Regions from separate parts of the Sus scrofa genome. Here all the other regions are linked to region 4. Evidence: chromatin contacts called from public Hi-C and promoter capture Hi-C data. All regions are on one chromosome and are shown on one strand. Each heading gives the region's core, a stretch centred on a gene start, on an enhancer-like site or on the middle of the called end of the contact. The rest is flanking DNA. Distances are from core to core; before and after follow the strand shown. Region 1 overlaps UNC5B (unc-5 netrin receptor B). Region 2 holds the start of UNC5B (unc-5 netrin receptor B). Region 3 overlaps UNC5B (unc-5 netrin receptor B). Region 4 holds the start of PCBD1 (pterin-4 alpha-carbinolamine dehydratase 1).

Region 1 (4,660 bases), core at 1,574-4,073, 400 kb after region 4:
AAATGTCTGTAGACATCACTGTCACAGAGGCCTTACCATCTCCAAGAGCGTTCACGCCTGGCGGATTGTCCAGACTAATCTCTCATGGTCCATCCCTCTGTCCACGCCCATCTGTGTGACATCATTGAGTCCACAAGGCTTCAAGTCCCAGACACATGCATGCCCACATTCACATATTCAGACTTGTGTCTTCTCCCCCGATACACTCCCCTTCTCAGCTGAAGGGCCCCTGCCCAGCTCTTCCGCCTCAGCCCATCTGGATGGAGAGGCCCCCTCCCTTCCTGAGGCTGGCCCCCTTACCAGCCTCCGCCTCCATTCCCCTGGGATGGGGCCGGCTGGCCTCACCTCCTTGACCCTGCCCCCCTTCCTGCCTCCCCCAGGAGATCCCCTTCTATCACATTTGGAGTGGCAGCCAGAAGGCCCTGCACTGCACCTTCACCCTGGAGAGGCACAGCCTGGCCTCCACCGAGCTCAGCTGCAAGATCTGTGTGCGGCAGGTGGAGGGGGAGGGCCAGATATTCCAGCTGCACACCGTGCTGGCAGAGGTGAGGGCCGGGCACCAACACCGCATAGGGCTGAGGGCTGTAGACTCCAGGCTCCCCCTCCTCTGGGAGAAGTACCATCTCCCGCAGAGATGTGTCCCTGACCTCCCAGGTCTGAGCTGGGACTTGGTCCCTCTTTGCCCAGCTACAACTGTACTTGGCCTGTACCAGGCAGCTTAGGTTATCTACCAGATCTCCATAGCCACCAGGGAGGCAGCTGTGAGCATCCCCACCAGGGAGATGAGAAAGCAGGTTTTAGGGAGGGTGGGTATCACGGACTCTATATCAGGTCAAAGCTTGGCCCAGGCCTGTGGCTCTCCACCACTGTAATCCGGATTGAGGTTTATGAAACCTTCGCCACCCAGGGGGACAGCGCTAGGCCCTCCTTGCAGTGCAGGGTAAACAGCACTGAATAAAGGTCTAGACCCAGCTCTGCCACTGATTAGACATGTGACCATGGATAAGTCATTTCCCCTTTCTAGACTTTATTTTCCTTTGTGTAAAAGTGGGCCCATGTAGATTAGACCGTGGCTGAAGCCCCTGGTGGCTTCATAATCACAGATGGCACAGCATTAGCCCGGGCCGTGCATTAGCATGTGCACCCTGAGGGCGGGCAGGGGCCCTCTGCCCCTCTCACCCTTGCCCCCTGCCCTTCCAGACACCTGCTGGCTCCCTGGACGCCCTCTGCTCCGCCCCCAGCAGCACAGTCACCACCCAGCTGGGACCCTATGCCTTCAAGATCCCGCTGTCCATCCGCCAGAAGATATGCAACAGCCTGGATGCCCCCAACTCGCGCGGCAACGACTGGCGGCTGCTGGCGCAAAAGCTATCCATGGACCGGTGAGTGTCAGGGTGGCCTGCTCTGCTGAGACCACAGCCACCTCCCTCCCTTTGTCCCCAGTGGACAGGTGAGACAGGCAGCCTGACAGTCTAGGAGTGGGCCCACCCTTTGTGGTAGATCAGGACCTCAGGGTTGGCTCTGCTAAATCTAGAAGCCAGTTCCTTGAGGAGCATTGTGCTCAGAGCACTGGCCTGTGAGAATCAGGTCAAGCCAGAATACCAGCCAGGCATGATCACATCAGCAGCCCTGTGCCCAGGACAGAGCAGGTGTTCTAGAAATGCTTTCTGAGTGACACAGTACACCCTGGTGCCAAAACTTTTCCGGAGAGCTTAAAATGCTGGATAAATCTAATGGCAGTGGTCACCATTACAGTTATGGTATGCTTGCTTATTGAGAAATCATTTGATAAGCCTGCAGGGGGAGTTCCCATTGTGGCTCAGTAGGTTACAGGCCCACATAATCTCCATAAGGATGCAGGTTCAATTTCTGGCCTTGCTCAGTGGGTTAAGGATCTGGTGTTGCTGCAAGCTGCAGTGTAGGTCACAGATGCGGCTCAGATCCCGTGTTGCTGTGGCTGTGGTGTAGGCCTCAGCTGCAGCTCTGATTCAGCCCCTAGCCTAGGAACTTCCATATGTCATAGGTGCAGCCCTAAAAAGGAAAAGAAAAATAAATAAATACACCTGCAGGGGACAGGTACCATATATAAGACATCTTACCAGAAATAGGTGGGATTTATAAGGATGTCTGTGGCTTTGTTCCTACTATAGGGGAGTGCCTGGGGTGGGCAGAGACCAGGCAGAGAAGGAATGCGGAGGGAACGAGTGATGACTGATGATAAGCAGGACAGTTTCCGTTTTAGAGATGAGACTGAGGCTCAGAGAGGAGCAGTGATTTGCCTAGGGCCACACAGCCTGGGATTCAGACCCAGGATGGTGGGAGCCCAGACCCACAGTCCCAGGGCTCCTGGGAGGTACTCCCAGTGCCCCTCCACCCCAGGCTCCTGGGCAGTGCCGAGCATCTGGGGAGCCCAGTGTCCTCCTTTCCTCTCTCAGGTACCTGAACTACTTTGCCACCAAAGCGAGCCCCACGGGTGTGATCCTGGACCTCTGGGAGGCTCTGCAGCAGGACGACGGGGACCTCAACAGCCTGGCAAGTGCCTTGGAGGAGATGGGCAAGAGCGAGATGCTGGTGGCCATGACCACGGATGGGGACTGCTGAGCCGCCCCAACCCTGTGCATGCTGGGAGAGACCAGCAGGGGGCGGGCACAGGCCGCCGGGGCAGCCTCTTGTGGGGCAGTTGGGCCTCCTCACAGCCAGAATGGCCCCCCTCCTCCTCCCCCTGCCCCGCCCCCAGACCACGACCAGCCTTAGGAAATCCCTGGACTTTGCTGCTGGGAGGACCCAGCGTTCCTTCTCCACCCCCTGCTGACTTTCCTGACATCAGACCTCTGTGCAGGAACTGGGACGGGGCTGAGGCCTCTGGAGGCAGCTAGGGGAGCAGGGAGGTGGCCCTCCCACCCTCAGCCCCCGGGCCCTCGAGGGGGCCTCTGTTTGAGCTGCGTTCTTCATTTTCCTCCCCGGTTATTAATTTCTCCCTCCTCCCTAAGCCCCTTTCTCCTTTCATGCCATTTTCCTCTTTGAAGAGTCAAGTACAATTCAGGCGAGCTGCTTTCTCCTGTCCACAAACAAAAAGGAAGAGGAAAAAAAAGAAGGAAAGACAGAAAGCTTCAGACCACTAGTCAGGCTCAAAAGAGAAGAAAAACACCAAAACCATAAGGGAAAAGAAAAAACCCAGTTTCTTAGGAAACGCCAATGATTTATTATCCAGATATTTGGATAAGTCCTTTTTAAGAAAAAAGAAAGAAAATGAAAAAAACAACACACACAAAAAATAGGAAACACTTTTCTTGAGTGTGGATGAGTGTGGGCATGCTTGTGGTTCTGGCCAGGAGCGTGTGTGTGTGTGTGCGTGTGTGTGTGTGTGTGTGTGTGTGTGTGTCTCTGTGTGTGTCAGAGAGAGAGAGAGAGACTAAACAGGGAACACTTTGCTGCTAGTGATTCCATCTTCGACTGCATTCTAACAAGGCCCCAGCTTCCCCTTCCCCAGGGTCAGATGGGGTTTGAGCCATGGTCCCCTGTTTCCCTCCAAAATCTTAAGTGAATGCTGATCGGGAAAGCCATGGAGCCCTGAGGCCGGAGTGGAGCGAGGTCTTCCCTCCCTCTCACAGCCCCAGGTGGACCCCTCAAGGCTCCTCTGGGCTCCCAGGGATCCAGATTCAGAGGCCCCGGCAGGGAAATAGGAGAGCCAGCCCAGCTTGGAGCCAGAGAGAATTTCCAGTACTGTGGTCTCGTGGCTCCTGCAGAGGGGAGACGGCCCAGGAGGGGGGCCCTAGCAGAGAAAGAAGTCAAGGATGAGAATTCCCCACAGACACCTCTCTCCCTCACCCAAGGTCGGAGTGGGGTGCAGCCGGAATCCGCCCCCCCAGCAGCCCCCAGACCAGGGGGGCTGCCATAGGTTGGCATCTTCTTAATGCCCAGGAATCCAGGATCTGTCCTTTTTCAGCCTCGATTTCTCCTTCTGTAAAACCGAAGGGGTGGATGGGAGGGCCTCTAGCTGCAGAAGCCTGAGCTTCTGGGGTTGGTGTGGCTTTGAGGATGGGCTAGCAGGCAGCCCTGCAGCACGGGAGGCTGGGAGGTAGGCTGCCTGGCCGCGCTTCACGTGCCAGCCCGCCGTGGAGGAGGGAGGGTGGAGGGCTGTCTTCCCAGAGCTCATCTCCACAGGCACCTCCCTTCCACCCTCTTCTCACCCCTCCTCTGCCGTCTGGGACTGTTTGAAGTCAGCTTTGATAAGCAAAGTTGGTGGCGTGGAGGATTTCCAAGGGCCCATCAGGGTCCCTCTTTGGCCGTCTGCTGGTGGCTGAGACCAGAATCTTGAGCCAGCACAGAGGCTTCACATCAAAGGGACTCTCTTCCTTGGCGCCCAGGGCAAAGCAAGTGCCAGCTCTAGGCACTGACCCCAGGGCTTGCCCCAGCATGTCCTCGAGCCGCTCCTGGGACTGGCCTGGGCATATCCTGGCATTTGAAAGTCTGGTCTCCTGGGAGGAAAGCAGTGGGGTAGTGCCAGCCAGTGTCCCTAGCATGGCTTCCCTGCTGTGTACTCGGGGGCTTATGGGAATGAGGGGGTCTCACCACCCAGCAGCCCCCCCTGGGGAATGGCCTGGCTCTGGACAGTCAAGGGCCTGCTGGTGTGAGAGAGGCTTCCTTTTTATCAGGGCTG
Region 2 (4,190 bases), core at 815-3,314, 310 kb after region 4:
TATGCATCCCCCCCACATGTTCCAGACCTCAGCCTGTGGGGGGAGTGTGTGTGGAGGGGGCTCCTGGGCAGTCGTGCCTTTCTCGCTCCCCTAGGGAACCGGCTGGGGCAGGGCAGACCCTCCTTGCTTCTCTGCCCGCTCCAGGAACCTTTCCAGCCTGCAGGTCTGGCCCCCAAGTCTTTTATCCACCAATCAAGGAAGCATCCCTGGGGACACTTGATCCTATTCCAGCCTATCCCCTTCTGGCTTCTGGCCCTGGCTGGACCTCTCTCTGCCTTCCTTTATCCCTTGCTGAATCAGCCATTGCATCGGTGCTTGAGAAGTGATCCTAGATCCCAGTTCTGGAAAAACCCCGAGTAGTGAACAGATCAGGGCTAGGGGAGGAGGCATCCTTGCTGGCTGCCAGTCCTTGCTCACCTGCCAGCCCCAGAGATGCTGTGAGGGTGGAGGCTCCCCAGGTCAGAGGGCTTCTTTCCAATCCTATCTCTCCTGCCCCTTTCACTCACCCACTCTTTCACCAAAGCTATGTGATCGTGGGCAGATGACTTCATGTCTCTGTGACTCAGTTCCTTCATCTGTGTAACAGGGATACAAACAGTACTTACCTCAGAGAGTTGCTGTGAGGATTAACTGAGGTGATGCGTATAAAGTGCCTTACTCCGTGCCTGGCACATAGAAGGACATCAGCAGTGTTAGCTGATCCACAATGTCTGATGTCACTGGGTTTCAGTCTCAAGATACAGCGTGCCCCCAACTCCACCTGGTTCCATATGCTCTTTGGCTCACCCTTGGGTGGTGATGTTTTTCTACCAGGAATCAGATTGGCGGAGAGAGGAGATTTTAGAAAGAGAGATTACTGACATTTGTGCTGTAGTTTCCATACTTACTTTTAAAATCCAATTCTATACTCCCTTATAAAATTATTATTATCATCTTTGTCCATTTTGCAGATGATGATGAAGGGAGCATCATAATGGTTAAGTAATTTGTTCAAGGTCACGTAGCAATAAGGGGCAGAGCCCAAATTTACACCAAACCAAAAATGGCTACCCTCTACCCTGTGCCCCAGAGTCACTAGTTGGGGGCGGGGGACGACATCCTAGGACCTACCTGGGTGCTACAGGAGGTTCAGAGGGGTCTGATCAAACAGTTTTGCCCAAGGTTATACCGAAAAGTAGAGCCAACCAGTATAATCCGAATCTATACCCAAGTTCACAGAGAAGTAAGCCCCAGCTTGACCAGCACTTGAGTATTTGAGATTTTTCTCATTTGAGGAGCTATTTTTGGGAAAGACCCCCACATGTAAGAAGCAGAGAACATAGTTCAGACCAGGGAGCCAAAAATGACAGAGTCCTGAGTTTAATCAGAGGAGAATGGTGACACAGCCAAGCCGAAAGAAAGTACCAAAATATATTTCCTTAGTTTCTGGAAACGCAAATTGGGCAGACTCCGCTTCCAGCTACGATCCGGCTACCGCGTTTTCCAGCACGCCGTGCCCAGCGTCTCGCGAGGTCCCCCCTGAGGGGTCCCCAGCTCCGCCGAGACCGCGCCCAGATGGCCGTCGGTTCCCCCCCTAGAAAGGCCCTCCGCCGGCTCCGCCCTTGCCCGCCCAGGCCACGCCCCGGCTGCGCGCGGTCGCCCTCCGCTCGGGGACTCACTAGGGCGAACGAGCGGCAGCGCTTGGCATTGTAGAAGGCAGCGGTGGCCGGCGAGGGCGCCGGAGCCGCGGGCAGTGGCAGGGCGCGGGGAGGCACGCACCAAAGCTTGGATTGCGCGGCGTCCGCCGCTGCGAGCGCACTCACATTTAGTCGCGCAACTTCGGTGACTGGACGCCGGAGCCCGGAGAGCACTCGAGCCCAGGAGCCTGAGGAGCGCAGAGAGGGGCGCACCAAAGCCTGGCCGGAGAGGGGGCGCCGGGCACCCATCGCGCTTCGAGCGTCGGGCAGCCCTCTGCGAAGCGTGGCTGCCTCTGCCCCCACGGAGGGCACGGGCTGGCGCGGCCGGGCGCCGGGGAGGACGGCGAGGAGGAGGCGGCGGCGGCGGAGACGGCGGCGGCGAGACTGGGGCCAGGGAGAGAGCCCCGGGGGAGAGGCGCCTGAGCCGGGCCGCGGGAGCATGTGGACCCGGAGTGGAGCGCGAGGCGCGCTGTTGCTGGCGCTGCTGCTCTGCTGGGACCTGAGGCTGAGCCAAGCAGGTGAGGAACGAATGGGCCTGGGGGAGGGAGGGAGGACGAGGGGACCCTGGCGCCTCACTCTGCCCCAGAGTTGTGATGGTCCATCGCTCTGTCTGTGCGCGCAGGGAACCCGGCAAGGGCGCTCAAGTTAGAAGGTTGATTTCTGCCCCACCAAAGTGGGCGATGGCGCAGCCATCTCGGGGCGGGGGGTGGGGTGGGGTGCGGGGGGAGGGCGAGCAGGCTCTCTTGCTCCTGCCTGGAAGGGATCTCCTCCTTTCCCTGGGTGCTGTACAAGTCCGGGTCTGCGCCTCCCGAAGGACCGACCTCCAGGAGACCCCTGATTCCGCGCGCGCCTCTCGGCGGTGCGGAAAAAAACAGTCGCTGCACCGGCCAGGTGTGCGCTCTCTTACCGTTCGCGAGCAACTTCCTAGTAAAGATCCCGGCTTGTCCAGGCTCCTAGCGTTGACCCACCCGAATCTGCAGACGAGAGGGAGAGAGCGAGAAATCTGGGGAGCACGGGAAGCGTGGATCTGCTCCGCTAGCCAGATGTGGCTGGGGTGCATGCAGGGTTTTGGCTATCAAACGGGATAAGGCTGTCTTGTACGTACAGCTTTCCCCCAGATCTTGGGACCCGCAGGTCTGGAAGAATTCTTTTCTGGGTGTTGGTGTTGGGAGATGGGATGAGGGGAGGCGTATGTAGTGATTCTGCCGAGTTTCCTTTTAAATGAGTCACTGACATTCTCCCTATCCGGGAAGCCGACTAGGTGCTCTCGCCACCCTCCTGTTCTGGACCCAGCGAGATGCCTTAAGGGAGTTGGCGAGCTCCTAAAATAAAGTCCCTATTCTGCCTCTCCTGCCATAGATGTGTGTATGTCTCTGGTCTGTCGCTGACGGGGCTGCGTCTTCCTGGGTAGCGGGTGGACTCACGAGAGCCAACCAACCTCTTTCTGCCGCCGGAACCCGAGCAGGTGGGCTGGCCGCCGGATGCCGGGCTTCGAGGCGGGATGGGGGTGGGGCGCATCCTGCATCGAGTCCTCCGAGTTGAGGCTGAGAATGGGGCAGGAAAACTGGTGCAGAAAGTGGACGAGATGACGCAGCCCTCCCCGCTCCACCTTCCGCTGAGATGTTGACATCCGCCGTCCTCCTCCCCCTCACCTTCCCACGCCCCCCCCCCCCCGCACCGCCACAATTTATAGCCAGAGATTCCTCACTCTGGAACGAATGATTCCCACGGCCCCGGAGTGAGGGCTTGGTTTTAGCACAACCCCCACTTTTTTTTTTTTTTTTTTTTTTTTTTTTTTTGCCAGCCCTGTGTTGTAAAGTTACGACAGAATCATTTGATCCAAGTTAATTATGATTTGGGCAGACTCTGGTATTTAAAGCAGTGTTTTGAAGTTGGAAGGTAATGATGGGGGAGGGGGCAGGCTGCTGAATGACCAACTTTGTTTTAAAGAGTGCAGTTGGATGTGGGAGGTGCTGGGCCCTGGTGTTGGTTTCTGGTTTGGGAGTGTTTTGAGGGGAGGTGATTGAAGGGTTGGATGAAGTCTCTGTAACTGGCACTTTGGCAGGGTTGGGTCCTGGGAAGCTGTTTTTGGACCAACAGGGTAAGGGAATCAGGAGTCAATACTGAGATTACTGGGGTTGGGAGTAGGCAGGGGAAAGACAAGAAGGGTAAGCCTAGCGTTCTCCAGAGCTGCAGAGTAGGCTCGGCTGGGGAGGCTGGGGGTGGCCTGCTTTGCCTGCTTAACAAAGCATCCGGCCCCCACCTTCCCCAGAAGAAACCCCAGGCCCAGGGCTTTGATGGATTTGGGCATGATCAGTGCCCAGCCAGAAATGGCCTCTAATACCGGGCTTTGGTTTCTCACCAGCGAGCAGAACTGGCGTTGGAATTGCGCTCATTACTTAGCACAGCAGGGGTTGTCTGCCCACCAGCCTGAAGAGGGCCAACTGGTGGGGTCAGCCTGCTGCCTTCCCTTTGCCCTTAGAAACCTGCCTTCAGGAGAGAAAACATGCCCTT
Region 3 (4,639 bases), core at 1,244-3,743, 370 kb after region 4:
GTCCCACACCCGGCTGGGAATCTTTCCTTGGCCACTTAGCGACTATGTGACTTGGGCTGAGTGACTGTAGGTAAACAGCGGAGGTGGATATCGATATCAGCCTTGGAGGGTTGTTGGAAAGATAATCCAGATGAAGTAGATAAAAAACAATGGTAATTGAAAAAACAACAATGCAGCATATACTCAGGAAGCCCTTTTGATGTGCCAGGCACCACTCTAAGCAATTTGTGCGTGGAATGTGTTTCCTACAAATGTTATTACTCCCATTTGGCAGATAAGGAAACTGAGGCCCAAAGAGGCTAATTGATAAAAAGGCAGGTGCCAGCCATGGCTATCAGACTCTTTATTACCACGCATCGGGGCCTGATTCAAGCTGCACCGGGGCCTGATTTAAGCTGCATCAGGGCCTGATTCAAGCTGCAACAGCCGGCACCATGCTGCCATGGAATTCCTTTAGTTCCTCTTGAAAGATCTCCAGCTGAATTATAGAAGTAAGTGCTCAGGCAAAGGAGCTGACCTGCATTAAGCACCATTGTGTGTGCTAAGTGTTTTATATTTCTGTTGGGAGGCAAGAGGGCCCTGAACAGTGGACTCGTGGCAGCATCTGGGAGCTTGTTAGCTGAGTGTGTTGTCAACTCCTGCCACAGACCTGCTAAGTGGGAACCTCCGGCTGGTGGCGGGAGGCTGGGGCCCACTGGATTTTCCCAAGCCTCCAGCTGATCTAGGACATGCAACAGTTTGAGAACCACTGTCCTCGAGGTTAACAGTATGGTCTTAGAGTCAGGGAGATCCAGATTCAAGGGCTGACGACCTTGTTCTGTGATGTTAGGCAAGTTACTTTGTGTTTCTCAGTTTCCTCACCTGCAAAATGGGGATCGTGATAAGAGTACCTGCCTGGGGGAGTTCCCGTTGTGGCTCAGTGGTTAAAGAACCTGACTAGTATCCACGAGGACTTGATTTGATCCCTGGCCTCGCTTAGTGGGTTAAGGATCTGGAGTTGCCATGAGCTGTGGTGTAGGTTGCAGACGAGGCTCGGATCCCGCATTGCTGTGGCTGTGGTGTAGGCCGGTGGCTGCAGCTCCAATTCAACCCCTAGCCTGGAAACCTCTGTATACCATGAGTGCAGCCCTAAAAAGACAAAAAAAGTACCTGCCTAGAAGGCTGTTGGGAGGATTCAGGTAGCTCTTGTTGGCTGACCATAGGACCTGCCAGGTCTCAAGGCTGTGCTAAAGGAAAGAGGTCCTTGTGGCCAGGGAAGCCGGCGAATCCCAGCTGGAGTGCAATTCCTCCTCCACAGCAAATGGAGGGCCCAATTACTAGAGGTAACCCCTCTCTCCCAGGCTGAAGATGGGGGATGGCTGAGATGGACAGCTCCTCCCCACCTCGGCTGGTCCCTGTCTTTTTTTTTTTTTTTTTTTGCCTCCCCACAGCATATGGAGCTCCCAGGGATCAGATCCAAGCTGCAGTTGGGTCCTAAGCCACAGCTGCAGCAACACCAGATCCTAACCCACTGTGCCAGGCCAGAGATTGAACCCGCGTCCCAGTGCTCCCAAGACACCGCCAATCCCATTGCGCCACAGCGGGAGCTTCGGGTCCCTATCTTTTTGCCTTCATTGTTAACCAAAGAGACCTGGAACCACGTGAGGCTTTTCCCCCCACCCCACCCTTTCTGAGGGAAAGAGCAAAGGCGTCCCCAGGGAAACCAGCTTTGAGAATTATGGTCTGGAGACAGGGCAGACCCCATGGGCTCTTGGGGTCAGGGGCGCTCAGCTGCGTGCACTTGGCCTGGCACTTTCTAGGAGTGGATCTTGGCTCTTGTTTTCATCACCTGCAAGTATTTGATGGTTCCTTAGAGGCCTCTGGGGCTGGGCCAGGCAGAACACAGCCAACAGCCCCACTTCCGTCGCGCAGCTCCTGGGAGCCCCAGGCTTCTGGCAAGAACCACCCCCAATTGTCCCCAGGTCCCCTGAACTATCCACATGCTTTAGCATCATGTCACACTTTCACACCTCTGATCCCAAGTGTCTCTGTGAGGTGGCCACGGTGACAGTGTACCCATTTTACAGATAAACAAACCTGAGCTGGTGAGCTGGTGGCCAGCCCAGGACTGTTCTGGTGTTTTCCTTCCATGGAGCCATGCTTCCATCCTTTCTCTTTGACCCTCTCAGACGTCCTTATGCCTCTTGAGACATCCCTAGGAGGGAGTGACAATTTGAGTGCCTGTTAGGTCCAGGCTCAGAGACATGGACGACACCCCTGAAGTGACACAGTTGCAGAACTGGGGTTGACTCAGGTCCTGCTTACCTCAGAGCCGTGCTCTTTCTCAGGCTGTTTTTCTGGCTCTTTCCTCCTCTTTGCCCTTGCTGGAGCCCAGCCACCCCGCTTTGGAGAAGAGCCCTTTCGTGGTGCACGTGGCTGTGACCTCACACCCTTCCTCTGGCTTTGAAGGCGAGGTGAGCCAGCCGAGAGCCCTGAACCAAAGAGGCCCAGCGATTACATCAGCAGGCGCAAACAAGCAGGCAGGGGCTGGGCCCCGTGTCCCACGGGGCTGGAGGTGGAGCTCCATCCACCCCACTCAAGTCTGTTTCATTCCCTTCTTCCAGCTTGCATCAGCCTTTTGCAGCTCTGTGTCATCACGGAGTGGGCTGGGCAGCAGTTGGGAGGCCAGGGCAGGGCGGGAGCTAGGAGTAGGGCACCTGGCCGGCACCTCAAACCCAGAGGAAAACCCTGGAGCTGTAGGTTGAGATGTCAGCCAGTGCCCCTGGCAGCCCCAGAAAGGCACGCCCACTCTTTCTCGCTGTGAAAAGTGTTAATAAAACTTAGCAAGTGCCCAGGGCAGTCCAGCTGGCAAAACAATTTCATACTTCTGGCTTTGATGTTCCCCACAACCCTGGAGGGTGAAGCAAGTCAAAGTGGCCCCATTTCCCAGAAGGGAAGATTGGAGTCCAGAGGGAAGTAGCTTGCCCAAGGTCACTTCAGGAGCCAATGGCAGCACCAGTGTGCTTCAGCCCAAGAAAGAGGAGGGATTTTCAGGAGCCTGGAGAATGAGAAATCCCTACAGTTGTCAAGGTGGAAGTAATCAAACCCTACTTCCTGGAGGAGGTGGGCTCACTCCTTGACTGAGAAGGACAGAGCTACAAAGTTGTAGATTTATTTCTGCACTGATGGTGGGTCAACAGGCAGAGGAATCATCACATGACCATGGGACTAGGCTGGAGGCAGACTGAGCAGGAGTCTGAGAGTCAGGATGTCTGGATCCTTAACCCTGAGCCTTTGTTGGGAGCTTCCTGTTGGTGGGACTGAAGCTTGGTCATTGCTCTGCAGGCTCTACCATAGGCATGGTCGAGGGGAAGCTCTCGGGAAATGTTTGATGAATGACTGGAAGAATGGGGATTGAATACCTGCTTACCCCCCTGCCTCCCTTGGGGTGCCCCTGTGCAGCCATCTAGGCCTTCTGCTGGACCCGTGTCACTTGTCTACCCACGTCTCCACCCCAACAGCTCAGCTGCTCCCCCAAGGTCAAGGCTAAGGTTTTCCCCACTCTTGGAACCAGAGAAAGGCAAAGGCAAGGGCAAGAGCATTGGGCTGAGTGCCCAGATGTCCACACTCCAGTGATTCCAGCTGGTTTGCTTCCAACCCCGCTGTGTGACCTGGGACCAGTTACTCCCCCATTCTGGTCCATAAGGAGTTCCTGGGAGCCTGGTCTAAAGGTCTGCCTTCTCAAGGGCCTGTGAAGCCATAGCCCAGGGCTAGCCTCATGGAAGAGGCAGAGCAGAGTGTGGAGGAAGGCCAGCGATGGATGGCCACCTTCTTTTCTTGCTCCCAGCGCCTGAGCAGGAACGCAGGTAGATTCTAGGTTCAAAAGAGTACAGGAAACCCCTACACAGCCCCGCTCACTCCCCCACTGCCAGGCGCGCTCATGTTTCTCCTTCTCTGTCCTTCTCACCATGACTCCATCACCACCTCTCTGTTCCCCTTTCGTGGTCCGTTCCATGTCCCATCCCACAGATTGGCAAAGGCCAGAGTCCAAGCACCCCCTTTTCTCTCTCCCTGCTGTGATTCTCTTAATGCCAGTGTGATGCCAAGATGCCAGGGGTCCTGCAGCCGCTGACCGGGCACTTGGACTTGAACAAGCCATCATTGCTTTCTGGACTCAGGGGCCCCCTCTGGAAGTGAAGGTCTTGGACTTAGTCCTAAGAGCCGTGCAACCCAGGGTCTGAGCCACCTCCTGGAGCCTGCCAGGGGGCCCACAGTTGGCACTGGGGCAGGGCCTGGCCAGGCGTGGTGATGGCACTGACGGCAGTGGGCAACGATCACACCATTTTTCCACTTTGCAGTGTGTTGGCAGTCAACTCCCCTTTGCCAGGAGGGGTGGTTTGGTCCTAGAGCAGGACGCTGGGAAGGCAGGGGAAGTTTCTGCCTCAGGGTACTCTAAGAACAGCCCTGACCTTGAATTTTCCAAGACAGTATTGGGGCACCTCACCTGGAAGGGCATCAGGGATGCAACGCGTCCGGCAGACAGCCCCAGCCAGAGGCTGTACCCTTGGGCGATTTGACTTTTCCAGGAGATGGGAACAGGACACTGGCGTCTTTCTGCCCAGCACCCAAACGTGCAAAGAGACCCTGATGTCATTGCCCA
Region 4 (4,167 bases), core at 67-2,566:
GCAGTGGAGTCCTGCATCACCGCCCAAACCCGTCTCTGTTCCAGAGCCGGCCCTGTCTCAGTGGCTGATAAACCTGGTCCGTGTTTCCAGCCTCTAGTTCTCTGGCTCTGAAAGGAGGACATGTGCACTAGAGGAGCTCCTAGGAGGCTCCCCTTCCTCTTTAGAATCTTCGGGAACCCCCCCCCCACATTTCACAGCCTGGGGCTGAACTGAGGAGCCCCTCTGAGATCTGGGATCAGAGAGGGGGCAGGGGTGTGTTTGCTTAGTAAGTCACAGGTCAGCCCTGGCCTCAGCCTGGGCCCAGGGAGGCTGTGGGTGTTACTGATTACCTGCAGCCTACAGTTTTGGGGCCTCAGTGCACCTCACAATGGGCTCACTCACCACCTCCCCTCCACCCAAGTCATAGCCTTCAAAATGCCCTCCCAGGCCTCATCACAGCCCTAGTCGCTCCTAAGGCTTTGGGGCCTAATGCTTTGACTGCTTAGTAAAGCTTCCTGCTGTGCAGGCTGGCCTATCCTCCCAGGCCACATCTGAGCACAGGGCCTAAGGCTCCCCTCAGGGAAAGCTCAGGGCAGACGGTGGATGACTCTGAGCAATCATGTCACCCGTGGCTGGGCACAGGCCTCAAACTAGGTGCCCCCCCGGGGGGGCTGGCTCTCAGGTTGGGGGCAGCACACAGGGCTGAGCAGAAGTGCAAGAGAGAAGGGCAGTAAACAGGCAGGCAGAGGCACATGCAAATTCAGTCGCCCCGCCCCCTTTGCACACTCACAAGGCTTCCCCCCACCCCCGACCACCCGGTCCCTACCCTAGCCCCCAGTGTAGAACAGAATCATGCCACCAAGGAGGGCTACGTCTGCAGGCTCACTACGTCCCCTCCCCGCTGCCCGTCTCACTGCCCCACCCCCACCGGGAGAGCTCTCTAAGCAGGGCCTGCGCGGCCTTGAGGCCTCAGGCACAGATGGCCAGGGAGCCGGGGAAAGCCTGGGCTCCCGCCTCGCCGTCACCCAGACCTGCCACCGCCCCGCTTCCGACCTCAGCTTTCCCCCAGGGGACCACTGGCGGGGTGGGGTACCGGCGGGACAGAGACCCCGATTCCCCCAGGCCGGCGCGGCTGCTGTGCAAGGAGCTGGGAGGGACCGCCCCCCCGCTCCTGGCCGGGTCCCCTGGGCCGGCCTCGGCGGGCCCCTTCCTCTCCGCCGCACCCCCCTCCTAACCCGGCCGCCCCTCACCATGCCGGGCGGCGCAGACGCGGGCGATCAGCAGGTGGTAGCGGAGCGGAAGAGCGCGAAGCCCGGCGCACCGGGAAGCCGTCGGGCGGGGCAGCGCTCGGGCCGCCCGGGGCGGGAGCGAGGCCGGGCAGGGGCCGCCCACCCGTAATCATTAACTCCAGCTGCGGCTCCCTTCCAGGACTTTCCTCATTGCCAAGCTTGCAGCGAGGTCAGAGGTTAAGGACGCGTGGGCTCCTAACGCAGACTTGGGTTTATGCATCGCGCACTGCCCCTTACCAGCTGTGTGACCCTCGACGCCAGATTGCTTTTTCTTTTTTAGAAAAACGTCTTACTGAGGAATAAACCCACACAATACACTGCCCGTATTTAAAGTGTACAATGTGATGCCTTTTGGCATATGTATGCATCCTTGCAACCATCACCACGATGACGAGGACATGACCACAAGCCCTAAATTGCCTCCTCCCTCCTCAGAGATCTATTGACCTGCTGCCTTTACTATAGATTAGATTGCGTTTTCTGGAAGGCTATGTAAATGGAAATCATATGGGTTACCCTCTTTTTAGATCTGCCTCCTTTCACTCAGCGTAATTACTTTGAGGTTTACCCATGTCGATGCATATATCAATAGTTTTCCCTTTGATAACTAAGTAGAAATTATTTTACAGTATTATATTGTAATGGATATACTACAATTTGTTGGACTTTGGGTTGTTTCCAGTTTTTGATTAGTACAAATAAAGCTGCTAGGAAAGTTTGCCTGCAAGTCTTTGGATATATGCTTTAATTTTTCTTGGGGAAATACCTGGGAATGGAATGGCTAGGTCATAGAACAGGTATATGCTTATAAGTTGTTAGGAAACTGCCAAACTGCTTCTCAAAGTAGCAGGACTATTTTCCACTGCCACCAGTGGCATATGACAGTGCAGCTTCACCTTCACCTAGAGGGAATACTCCTAAGCCAATCTTTTTATTATTTAGCCATTCTAATTGGTGCACAGTAGTATCTCACTGGTGGTTTTCAGTTGCCTTAATGACTAATGATATTAAATATCTTTTCATGTGCTTATTTGCCAATGGTCAGTCATTGGTGAATTGCCTGTTCAAATTTCCTGCCCATTAAAAGTAATAGTTTGTTTTCTTATTGCATTTTGAGAGTTCTTCATTCTGAATACAAGCACTTTATCAGATATGTGATTTGGCATATTTCGTTTGCATTTCCACAATGTCTCTCAAAAGGCGAATGTTCTTGATTTTGATGACACCCAATTTATCAACTCTTTCTTTTATGGATTGGTATTTTGGTGTTGTAACTAGGAATCGTTGCCTAATCCTAGGTCACAAAGATTCTTCTCCTGTGTTTTCTTCTATATTTAATAGTTTTTCGTTTTATTTTACAGAATTTAGAGTGGTCTTTTTAAGTTGGTTTTTGGGAGCTATCTAGACATTAACTGCTTGTCGGTTCAGATATTGCAAATATCTTCCCATTCAGCCATCTGTACCCTGTCATCTTCCAGGATATCCTTTGTTGGCAGAAATCTTATACTTTGGGAAATGCCACAAAATTGGGTTGTGATGATTATTGTGCAACTATAAATGTAATAAAATTCATTGAGTAATTTAAAAAAGAAATCTTATATTTTGGTGTGGTAAGATTTATATTTTTTCCCCTAGAAATTTGTGCTTTTGAAGGTTTACTTGGCAAGTCCCGCCCACCCCTGCCACAAAAATATAGTCCCTTTTCCTTCTGCTAACTTTACAGTTGGGAAAACTTAAGACGGTAGTATGAAAGGTCCCCTTTTACATGCAACTTGAAGCAGGATGTAGGCTAGCCTTCAAAGATGGCCCTTGAGTGAACCTTGACTTCCAGGATTCCTGCCTTATGGCTTCTGCTAATCATCCATCAGTCACAGGAGTGAGGCTTCCTAGCCGCCCAGACCTTCAGATGACTTCAGCCCCAGCAGACATCTGACTGCAGTCTCATGTGAGATCCCAAGTGAGAACACTGCCTGGCAGAAACAAGGCAACTCATGGAACCATGAGAAATAATAGGACATTTCAAGCCACCCAGTTTTGAGATTGTTTGTTCTGCAGCGATAGACAACAGAACAAATAAATTTCTAAATAAAAACTGGTACCTGGAAGTGGAGTATTAAGACTAACCTCAGACAGGTAGCATTAGCTTGGGAACCTTGGTGGGGAGAAGGTGGGAGAAGAGGTTTCAAAGACAGAGAGGATTTGGGCTTCAGCTCGCTAGGGTGTAGGAAGCTGGAAACTCTTACATCGACAATGAGAATAATACAAATTCATCACTTTTCTTTAGCTTGCCAGGGAGCTGAGGTCTCAGGACAGCCAAGTAGTCTGAATTCCAAGGGAGGCTGGACGCATAGGCGAGCTCACCTGTGCCAGGTGTGGGCAGGAGAGGGAGGACACACAGCCTCTATAAAAGTGGGTAAGAAGAAATCAGATAAAATTTTAACAATTTTTGCTGTTGGAAGCCAGGTGTGTGGAAGAGTTGGGGACCTGAGACACGGGGAGAGTTAGCACACAGGCACAGCTTTTAATTATGGATCTCCACTGAGAGCCAGGAGAAAGACAGGGGAAGGGCAATAGATGGAAGCAAATCCCCACCTCAGCTAAGCAGGGGATTGGTTGTTGCTGTGTGAAAAGGGCCAAAGGCTCAGACCTCTCCAGACCCTTGTCTTAAAGGAGCAGAAGGCTTAAATCACTAGGAGAAAGCCAACAAATTCTGTCACTCTCAGGGCCCAGATAAAGACACATTGTGGCTTCATTTCTGGTAGGAGGGGAAAAAAAAATCCCTCTATGCTGGGAGAGGGGCAGATAACAGTTCTGGGCCCCGGATCCTACACCAAAACTACTAGAGGCCAACAACTGCCAGAGGTTAGCTACCTCTGCAGAGGAGCAGAACACGCAGGCA

What was found. Promoter capture Hi-C pulls out the DNA fragments that hold promoters and counts their contacts. Hi-C and Micro-C count contacts between places; a contact is called where the count stands out from the background.
Region 1: a contact with region 4 is called in a promoter capture Hi-C map of fetal liver, with 2.9 times the contacts expected there. The contact joins the enhancer-like site here to the promoter of PCBD1 in region 4. A contact is called at or near these places in 2 of 5 promoter capture datasets (fetal liver and liver) and 10 of 47 Hi-C or Micro-C datasets (brain, embryonic fibroblasts, epiblast stem cells and 6 more).
Region 2: a promoter capture Hi-C map of fetal liver shows a contact between it and region 4, with 4 times the contacts expected there. The contact joins the promoter of UNC5B here to the promoter of PCBD1 in region 4. A contact is called at or near these places in 2 of 5 promoter capture datasets (fetal liver and liver) and 2 of 47 Hi-C or Micro-C datasets (embryonic fibroblasts and liver).
Region 3: a contact with region 4 is called in a Hi-C map of embryonic fibroblasts, with 2.4 times the contacts expected there. The contact joins the enhancer-like site here to the promoter of PCBD1 in region 4. A contact is called at or near these places in 3 of 5 promoter capture datasets (fetal liver, fetal skeletal muscle and liver) and 2 of 47 Hi-C or Micro-C datasets (embryonic fibroblasts and heart right ventricle).

The regions. Positions count from the first base shown.
Region 1 is chr14:74,202,033-74,206,692 of Sscrofa11.1, forward strand. It overlaps UNC5B (unc-5 netrin receptor B), which reads left to right. Exons shown (of 17, transcript NM_001044549.1): 15 at 381-545; 16 at 1,201-1,382; 17 at 2,436-2,804. The coding sequence ends at 2,601. Among named protein-coding and RNA genes, the nearest start is that of SLC29A3, 19 kb to the right of the region's middle. Within about 2 kb of position 2,824, at least 3 of the 83 cell types and tissues checked have an H3K27ac peak or open chromatin away from gene starts, as enhancers often do. A contact at or near this core is called in fetal liver, where this site is marked.
Region 2 is chr14:74,118,419-74,122,608 of Sscrofa11.1, forward strand. It overlaps UNC5B (unc-5 netrin receptor B), which reads left to right and starts at 2,065. Exons shown (of 17, transcript NM_001044549.1): 1 at 2,065-2,194. The coding sequence starts at 2,116.
Region 3 is chr14:74,171,753-74,176,391 of Sscrofa11.1, forward strand. All of the region lies in intron 1 of UNC5B (unc-5 netrin receptor B), which reads left to right. Among named protein-coding and RNA genes, the nearest start is that of SLC29A3, 49 kb to the right of the region's middle. Within about 2 kb of position 2,494, at least 5 of the 83 cell types and tissues checked have an H3K27ac peak or open chromatin away from gene starts, as enhancers often do. A contact at or near this core is called in embryonic fibroblasts, where this site is marked.
Region 4 is chr14:73,805,931-73,810,097 of Sscrofa11.1, forward strand. It overlaps PCBD1 (pterin-4 alpha-carbinolamine dehydratase 1), which reads right to left and starts at 1,317. Exons shown (of 4, transcript NM_001190219.1): 1 at 1,230-1,317. The coding sequence starts at 1,232.